Linked DNA regions of Mus musculus: region 2 is linked to region 1. A link is a contact called in public promoter capture Hi-C data. All regions are on one chromosome and are shown on one strand. The core of a region is the stretch at or near the end of the contact, and the rest is flanking DNA. Distances in the headings are between cores, read along the strand shown.

Region 1 (4,530 bases), core at 1,322-3,821:
TCCTGGATTTTTAAAACGAAGAAAAACCATCTTATTATTTTTCCTTCTGAAGATTTTCCATGACAAAAATGTTAAATCTACGTCACAGGTACATTTCTTTTTATTTTCTCAGCTAACTTTCCTATATATTCAGCTATATAAATACTCATATTGCCTCTTTTTCCCACCTCGGCACCTTAGCCAGCTTTACTGCAATGCTATGCCCCCTTCCTTCATCTTCCACTATCCAGCAAACCTAGCAGTAATTACTAACGTTCAAGCACATAATTCAGGCAGCATTAGGCTTTGCATTTGACGCAACTGCGCAGAACTGTCTGGATTTGCACTATAACAGCAAAGCATTTAAATAAGACTCCTCCCCATACTCCCCCCCCCCTCCACCTCCCATCAATGAAACGTAGTTGTTTATTATATCTGAAGATTTCAGAGTTATAAACTCCCATGCAGCTAAATAATCTGGAATGAATTTCCACTGAGATCAACTTACATCTACACACAATAATATGCCAGCATATACATACATGGAAACACATGATTTTTATAAAGAGAACCCACAAATAAATAGCTGGGGATAAAATAACTCTTTTTAATAGAGAATTTTAGTATCTTTGGGAGACAGATGATTGGAGTTATAACTAAATGAACACAATTCAAGACCTTTGGGAGGAGGTCTTTAAAAGGGTTCATGCTAGCATGTCTTTAATGCATTATATACATCCTTATATATGAAGCTGTTATTCTCATTTAACAACTGTGGAAAGCATATCATTTTAGTCTTGATACATTCATGACAATTATGAGACTCTAAATCAAACAGATATTTATCATCATGACAATTTTTGCTCATGCGGAGTCTCTAAGCCTCAGAGAAGAAAATAGTTATCATGACCTCAGCAAAATCCTGCAGTGCCATAATAGAAATTGCAGTGAATCTTGGGGGTCAGATTCCTGCTTCAGCCGATTCATAACCCTGAAGGACATGTTTAACTTCTCCCAAGGATGACCATTCTTAACGTCAACATCTACAGCAATCAATCTGCCATATCCAATGTTAATATGAAATGCACTAACTCCAAAACCACAGCCAAAGATATTGAAATTTTTCTTTTGGCTGTGTATGCTTGTTTCTACCTAGTTTTAAGAATAAAGGAAAAGTGACAAAGGGATTTATTCCAGAAACTAGTTCAGATAACCCATATTAAAAAAAAACACAGGGAAGGAACTGTCCTATAAATAGATAGTACTAGCATCATCTTATAAGCCCACTGGAGCCCACCTAATATCAACGGATATATCTACCCTGTGTTAAATACAAAAAATTACAGTATATATGTCGTAATGGAGGATAAGTGACCGTTTTTAAAAGTATGGTTTTGTTTTGTTTTGTTGTTTTGTTTTTGTCTAAACCAAGGCACAGGAAGAAATACAGAAGGCTTCTACAAGTAGTCTGCTTTTTCTTGAAGCTACGTGGGAAGTGAGGAAGAGAGCAGGCAATTGTCTGTAAATAAATCCCTGCTGACAGGATTTATTCTTCTGTCTTTCTTTTAATCTACTATGCGAGCTCTATTAAGACTTTCTATAAGACCTGGATCTCAGAGAGAAAATTTGGCCTCTAGTCCCAGCCAGGCATCTCTGCAGCAGGTAATGCGGCGCTGCAGCCGGATCGCTGTCCGCGGTGCTGAAAGGTCAGGGCGCCGACGCGGGCGCCGAGCACTCCTGTCCAGGGTGCTGAGCTCCCGCCATCGCACCCCCACTAGTCTAGCCCACCGCACCAAACCTCCAGAGCTCTCCCACTTTGCAGCACATGCTCGCCTGTAGCTGACTTGGGGCAGGCGGCATAAATCAAGTCTGTGGGGCATGGAGGCTGCTGCCGCTGCCGCTGCCGCAGCTCAGCTTGCCCAGGGAGGGAACTGCCCCCCTTCTCCTTTCGCCTCCCCAGCGCCCACACCCTGCCTTCTCATCTCCCTTGGGTAGCAGTGCCCTAAACACTACAGTCATAATCATAGGGTTGGAACGAACTACAAGATCGTGTTTTGCTTTTAAATTTTAGACTACAGGTAGAAAAAAAACCCCACAATCCTAATAACCTAAACATATCTCAAAACTGCATCGCAAGATGGAAGAGGGTCCCACGGCTGCTTCAAAAGAGTAAGTTATTATTCTGTACACATCCTCGCTATTTCTTCCCACCACTCCATCTGTAGTGTCCCCATTCACTCCTTCTCCAAACAGCTCACCTCGAAAATACTTTTATGCAGCCCCAGGCGAGAGTCTAGGTAGATATGCACACAGGGAATACCGCACCCTAAGTGCACCAATACTTGTATTTACCCAGGCTCACTTGGGCTGCCAGCTGCAGTCCCTTCTGTGTATGCAGCCATACAGGGCTAGGACCTGGATCGGGGGAGGGGGCTCTTTACCTTGTCTTCTCCGGAGGATGCTGTCCGCTGATCCCTGCAGGTAGCAAGAGTGGAGGAGCCGCCGGGTAGGGAGGGAAGGAAAGACAGCTCCAGACCTCCCCGAGGTTTCTTCTTCAATGCAACGTGAGCTCTGCCCTCATCAAAGATGGCCGTTCCTTTGACGTCAGCAGCTTTTAATAGCCGGCTCCTCGAGGGGCGGGGAGGAAGTGTGATGGGGGAGGGCGGAGGGAGGAAGGTGGCTGGGGGCGGTAGGGGAGGAGCCGGGAGGTGCGGAGCGCTTGACTCAGCTCCCTGAGCGCTTTGCAGCAACCCTTTTTATTTCAATCTTTTATAAACACCCAAATGGAGCGATTCTTTTGACTCCATTTTAGCACCGTCTTGGGAAATACATATTTCTTGCGACTGTTTTCCTGATGGCCTATGCGTTTGCTTACGTGTGCATGCATATGTGAATATATGTATGTAAATACGTGTGTTTGGAATGTATATACAATTATAATAATGTAAACATATACATATTTATATGTAAAACGTTCCCCTGATGATTTGTCTTTGGTTGAGTCACAGACACGAGAGGAAGGTAAAGGAATAGAAGGGTAATGATGTGAGGGATTGGCATAGATTTCTGTTGTGATTTATTTTCTCCAGAGAAGAGGGTCCGAAGAGGCATTCCCCTCAGCTCTCGCTCTCACCAGCTCCTTTCGTGACCAGGTTACTCACATTGCTATTTTTATGAAAATTATTGTATTAAAGCAGCATTGCAGGTTTAGAGTTCTCATTTAATCATGGCCAGTTTGGGAAAGGCTCACACTTTCTTTTAAAGTACGTCAGAGCAATTATCACCGAGATAACACCTGAGTTGGGGAAAGGGAGAGGGAAGCTAGTTAGCCCTATTAGCTTGGGTTTGCAGGGCTAGGGCTTTGAGTTGCGAGTTGTTTGCCCGGGGCTTATAGATGACTCTGTGGCGGGTTGAATTTGCAGTCTGGGCCTAGAGCGGTATTCGGGTTTCTTAGAACGTGTCCAGACATCCGGGGGTGGGGGTGGGGGGAAGGTGGCTAGGACAGTACTGAAATCTGGAGGGTCACTCATTGCACAAGCACTTTCAGTGGCCGACCCTCTGAACCTCTGGGTCTGGTATGAGCAAGAATGTCTACTTCTGCTGGTTCAGATGAAAGATTAGAAGTAATAACCACACAATATAATCCTGTCTTTGCTTGTCGTGCGTCAGGAGCAGTCAGGAGCTGGGTAGGGCAGGCGGCGATATGCAAATAGTTCGGTGGTGCAGCCTCTAGATGATTCACAGGTGTTGGGGAGGTTGTCCGGGTTCTAGGCAGGGAGGGAGAGCTGGGGAGCGCGTGGGAGGTGGGGGACCTCGTCTCAGGAACTGTTTGTACTTTTCCGCGGAGGATGCGATTAGAAGTCGTGCCTCGCAATCTTAAAACTTGATGGCCTCTTGGGCGATGGAAAATCCTTTTCTCTTAGAAACACACACGCGCACACACACACACACACACACACACACACACACACACACACACACTTAAAACTGGATCTGAAAAGCAACGCGTAAACGCCCCCCGCCCCGGTCTCGATAACACACACACACACACACACACACACACACACACACACACACACCACGCTTGCTGGTTTTAAAGGCAAGCTTAGGTAATAAAGCTTTTAATTGTAGGCGAAGACAGACGGGGAGCTGAGGGAGGAGGGGGTTGGGTGGATGTACATAGGAGAGGAGCAGAATTTCCTTTTTCTAACAGATACCAAGATCCAAAGGATATTTTGAAATCTTAATGTTTGCGATGATGATGGTGTTTGGGTTTTGATTAAAACCGGATTCCTGAAATATTGCTGCTGCAATTTGCTTACTGAGTTATTCAACATTTAAATTTTTGTACGACAGAAAAAAATATGCTTGGCCCTCACTAGGCTGCCATTCCAGCTCATATTTTCATTATAATAAAGCTCGCAGGAATAGGCTTAAGAATGTAATATTTTTCAGTTATGATATGACTTGGGAAAAAAAAGGCAGCATGCAGAGTTGGCAGAGACAGACAAACTACCCTACAAGAAGGAGAAAGAAAATATGTATAGGGCC
Region 2 (4,530 bases), core at 1,297-3,796, 1.1 Mb before region 1:
CATTCTATCTAAACCAAAGCCCTTAAATGCCCCTTCCCATGTTAAAGCTGAGCCATCACTATAACATAAAGATAGAGGTCTTCTCCTCTAGCACTGAACAGTCCCAGTCCTTTTTCAAATGTTCAGTGCCTGAAAGTGCCTAGAGGGTGATGCACTCAAAACCATTGCCAATGCAGAAGGTCCTAATGCAGGTGACTTAGGAAATGTCTATAGTGTCATGCCAAGCCCAAGACATCAATGATAAAACCAAACAGTCAGGAAAGAGAGACTCTAAAAGAAACAGTTGATTCATACAATAAAATCATAATTGTAGGAGCTGTAAATTCATGTAGCAACTTTGGGAATTCATTTCATGTTTTGGCAATTAGTTTATTATTCAATAAATAAAAGGATTAGGACCATTGGACTTCTCTATTTTTATGTATATATGAGACCTTTTGTGGTACAGGTCCTCAGGCGGCAGGTGGCATTCCTAACCAAGTCTCCTGCAGTACCTTGAGGTCAATGCTTAAGGTCTGTAGACTGTTCTTTGAGATGAATGAATGAATGAGTGAATGAATGAATGAAAATAAAAATGGCATTAGCAGAGAGTCACGAAATTTTGGTTTGAAAAGGAACCTTAGAAATTCTATATGCAAATACTACCACTCAAGTATGACCTACCTCTTGACTCTTCAAGGATTGGAGAAAGCTCCCATTCATATTTTTAAAGAGACATGGGCACTCACAGGTCCGTATGAATTTAATAATCCTTTAAGTTGTTCTATAAAACCATAAATAAGTCTTCAGAAAACTTCTAGCTTTGTATGGAAAGCCTTGATCATTACCTAGTGGGCTGCGATGAAGTAAAGGGGTTTTTCATCTCATATGTTTTACTCAATGAAGATAGATCCATCTTCATGTTTGTGGAAACTGCCTACTGCTATTATCATCATGGTTAATTCTAGACATCAAAATATAGCTATTTCTAAGAAGTAATATTACTATATGAGGCTGAAAAAAAAGCAAAAAAACCAAATCACACTGAGTAGGAAGATTCTATTTTTTTCTCTGTGTGCGGTGTCCTGTGTGTGTGTGTGTGTGTGTGTGTGTGTGTGTGTGTGTGTATGCACATGCATGTGTGTATGTATGCACACATGTGTATGTGTATGGGGTCTGGTAAAAAATATATTGTATGCAGATACATACAATATATGCCATAATATAGTGTGCCTATTGTATATAATGTTCTGTAACACAATGCTCCATTGCCTATTCCCGTTTTCCCCCACAGTGCTTTTCAGTCTGAGACTCATAGATTAGTCTTGAATTTAAGATTTGCTGCTTCTCATGAGCCAAACTCGGAGTGCTTCAGTGAGCAGAGCCATGCAGAAGTATGTTTGTTACAATCAGAACCATTCAATTCCTCCTAAATGGGTGGGCCTGTTTTTTTGCATTTGCAACTTGGATTTTAAGGCTGGGAATACCGGAGCTGAGGAAGCTGAAGTACAAAGGAAGGGAATAAAAGGGCCAAGGACTAAAACCAACAGGGGCAGGCAATTGCAAGGTATATTAATGCATCCTGTGCAGAAATAGGGATTTATTACACTTGCAAGGGGTTTGTGTGTGTGTGTGTGTGTGTGTGTGTGTGTGTGTGTGTGTGTGCGCGCGCGCGCGCGTGCGAGTGCTTGTGCTCGTGCATGCACCCGCTGTATGAAAGGTAGAAAAGAGCTGACATTTGTTAGTCTCAATTGAGTAAGTGCAGTTGTAAAGAATAAAGGGAGCTTTTAGAAAGTGGGCAGCTGTGGCAGAGCCTGAAGCCATGGTACTTGATACTGCAATATACTCTCTCAGTGATGCTGGGCAGCTTTTGAGAGCAGCAAGCAAGCCATTCAGGGATGAGAACAATAGCAAATGTCAAGATTGAAAGAAAGAATCCACCCTTTAAAAGACTGTTGAATGACAAGTAGGCCAGATCAAAGAGAGAAACTTATCAAGTATTTATAATTATAATGCTAATGGAGATCAATAATCATAAAAGAAAACTCTAATAAAAATACAGAAAAGGACAAAACTACCCAATGACTCAAACACTCACCATTTCCCCCATTCTGCTTTTTTTGTGTGTGTGTGTATTTATTTCATTGCTCAATCATTGAAAAGGACATTTCTGGAACAAGCTTCAGTGTCTTTGCTTTGGAAATTATACAGTGGAAACCATGCTAGAGAAGCACAAAATAGGACTCACGAACAGTGTGCTGTAAGGCAAGCCACAGAACCTGTATCTTAGCAGGAGATTTTGTGATCAATGGGAAGTATTTAAGGAGGGGCAAAATTCTGAGGACACATCCATCACCTACTGCTACAGTCCTTCCACCATTCTTGTATCAGTTCTGTGCCCTACACATACACGGATATGCAAAGCTTCCTTCTAGCAGCTTGAGAGGTAAGACTTGAAGGGAAAACCCTGCTTTTGAAAACTTGCTTGGGCTTGCTGAACACCATGGTGGTTTAGAAGCCCAGGAAGAAATTTCGAAATCCGTCATTGCAAAATCACTTTTGCAATAAGTAATGAATAAAAACTGAAGGAAAATCTCTTTCCTCCCCAAAGTGAAACTGTACAACTTAACTTGTCTAAACAGCTCCTCATAACAGAAGTTTAAAGGCTCCATAAACCAAAGTGCTTCCCACGGCCAAGGCCAGAACCTCCAGCCATCACTGATTGATTGGTTCATTCAGTCAGATCTGTTATGATAGAGTTCATGGAAAGCACAGCCCTGGACATCACTGAAAAAGCAAGAATGTATGACAGCTTCCCCATGACCCTCAGGGGTCAGCAGAGATGTCTCCCATCACAAAACCATTATGTCACCTTGATAGAGCCCAACATACTGTTTATAAAACTTGGGGTCTTTTTCTACCCATTACATTACTGCAAAGAGGTAATCTAACTGTTGCCTCTAGCATCCTCAGCAGTGCTACTTCATGCCTGGTGGTAGGTCAGAAAACTTAGAGAAGCAAAATGAAGATCATATATCCAGCAACCCATCTTGAAAGTGACAATGTCATACACGGAGAAAGATATAAAGAATAAGTGTGAGATCCTTAAAGAAAGTCAGGTATTAAGGGCACTGACTGCCTATATAAACTTCATAAAACTAAAGGTCTTATGGATAGCAAGGGAAACAATCAAGTGAAGAAGAAATGCAAAGAGTGGGAACAATATTTGCCAGCTATATATCTGGTAGCAGATTAATATTTAGAACATATAAAAAACAAGAACAATAATAACCAAGTAATTAAGAAAACAAATGATGCAATTAAAAATGGACTATTAATCGGAACAGATATTTCTTGTAGGGAGTGGGTATCATCTGATAGGAAAAGGAATATGGTCAAAATATATTATATGCTGTGGTCTTTAATCCCAGCACTCAAGAGGCAGTGCCAGGTGGATTTTTGTGAGTTGGAGGCTAGCATGGTATACAAAGTGAGTTCTAGGATAGCCAATGCTGTTACACAGGGAAAACCCTGTTTAAAAACAAACAAACAAACAAACAAACAAACAAAAACAAGCAAAAAATGAAGGCAGTAAAAAGTTTAAAATATTCAAAAATGTTTAACGTTCTCAGTAATTATGGAGATGCGAATTAAAAGGACTTCGAGATTTTTGTCTTGCCCTACTCAGCATGGCTAATGTGGAATAAAAAAGCCATAACTGACAACAAATGCTGATGAGGCCATGGTGAAAGGGAGAGCATCTCTCACTGTTCAGTTGGATGGAAACAAGTTCAGCCACTATAGAAAATCAGTATGAAGAGTTACCAGAAAGCCAAAGTGGATCTGCCATATGACCTTGCTATGTTAGTATACACTCAAAACACGCAGCAACCTCCTCCACCACCACTACCTCAGCCAAGTTCTTTGCTTCTCTATTCACAACTAGGAAATGGAATGACCTAAATATACTCAATAGATTACTATTCAGCTGTATAAAACAGAGTCATGAAATATGTAGGTAACTGCATACAGCTGAAGAATATTAGACTGTGTAAGGTAACTCAAACCCAGAAAGAAAGAAAAAAAAAACTGCATGTTTACTCTTAATTATGGATCCTAGCTCTGAATCTTTGGTTTGGATAATGTGGAGTAACTGCAGAAGCCAGGAATGTAGAAAGAAACCAAAAGGGAAGAGACAGAGAAGAAGAAGAGATAACAGGACATGAGCTCTATGAAGAGAGAAATAGGAAAAACAGTGGAACTTAAATGGGAAGAAGGAATGCGGATAATGAGTAAAAAGTGGGAGAAGGAGAGATAAGTAACTTTGAAGATGTTTGAAAAGTATAAACTTACTTAAAATACTGTGTGGTAGGGGGGCATTTAATGGAGTCACAACATATGGAGTGATAATATGCTCCCAAGGAAATATAAACTATCTAATAAAACTCTTGTGCCAGGTCCTCCCTCTGAGTTGCTGATTGAGGCAGCTCAGAAAAAATAAAGACTATGATTCTATTCATCTTGGTTTCCTCCAAGAACTTGAAAGTATTC

The links. Promoter capture Hi-C pulls out the DNA fragments that hold promoters and counts their contacts.
Region 2: a promoter capture Hi-C map of the 3T3-L1 cell line shows a contact between it and region 1, with 5 times the contacts expected there. The contact joins the enhancer-like site here to the promoter of Snap25 in region 1. A contact is called at or near these places in 5 of 39 promoter capture datasets (the 3T3-L1 cell line, cranial neural crest, hippocampal neurons and 1 more), 1 of 115 datasets of contacts at active chromatin or transcription factors (astrocytes) and 1 of 9 other capture datasets (pancreatic islet).

The regions. Positions count from the first base shown.
Region 1 is chr2:136,711,491-136,716,020 of GRCm38.p6, reverse strand. Snap25 (synaptosomal-associated protein 25) reads right to left here and starts at 2,571. Exons shown (of 8, transcript NM_011428.3): 1 at 2,421-2,571. Gm32659 (a long non-coding RNA gene) reads left to right here and starts at 1,683. Exons shown (of 3, transcript XR_375013.3): 1 at 1,683-2,148.
Region 2 is chr2:137,805,782-137,810,311 of GRCm38.p6, reverse strand. No RefSeq gene overlaps it. Among named protein-coding and RNA genes, the nearest start is that of Gm14062, 69 kb to the left of the region's middle. Within about 2 kb of position 2,546, at least 46 of the 459 cell types and tissues checked have an H3K27ac peak or open chromatin away from gene starts, as enhancers often do.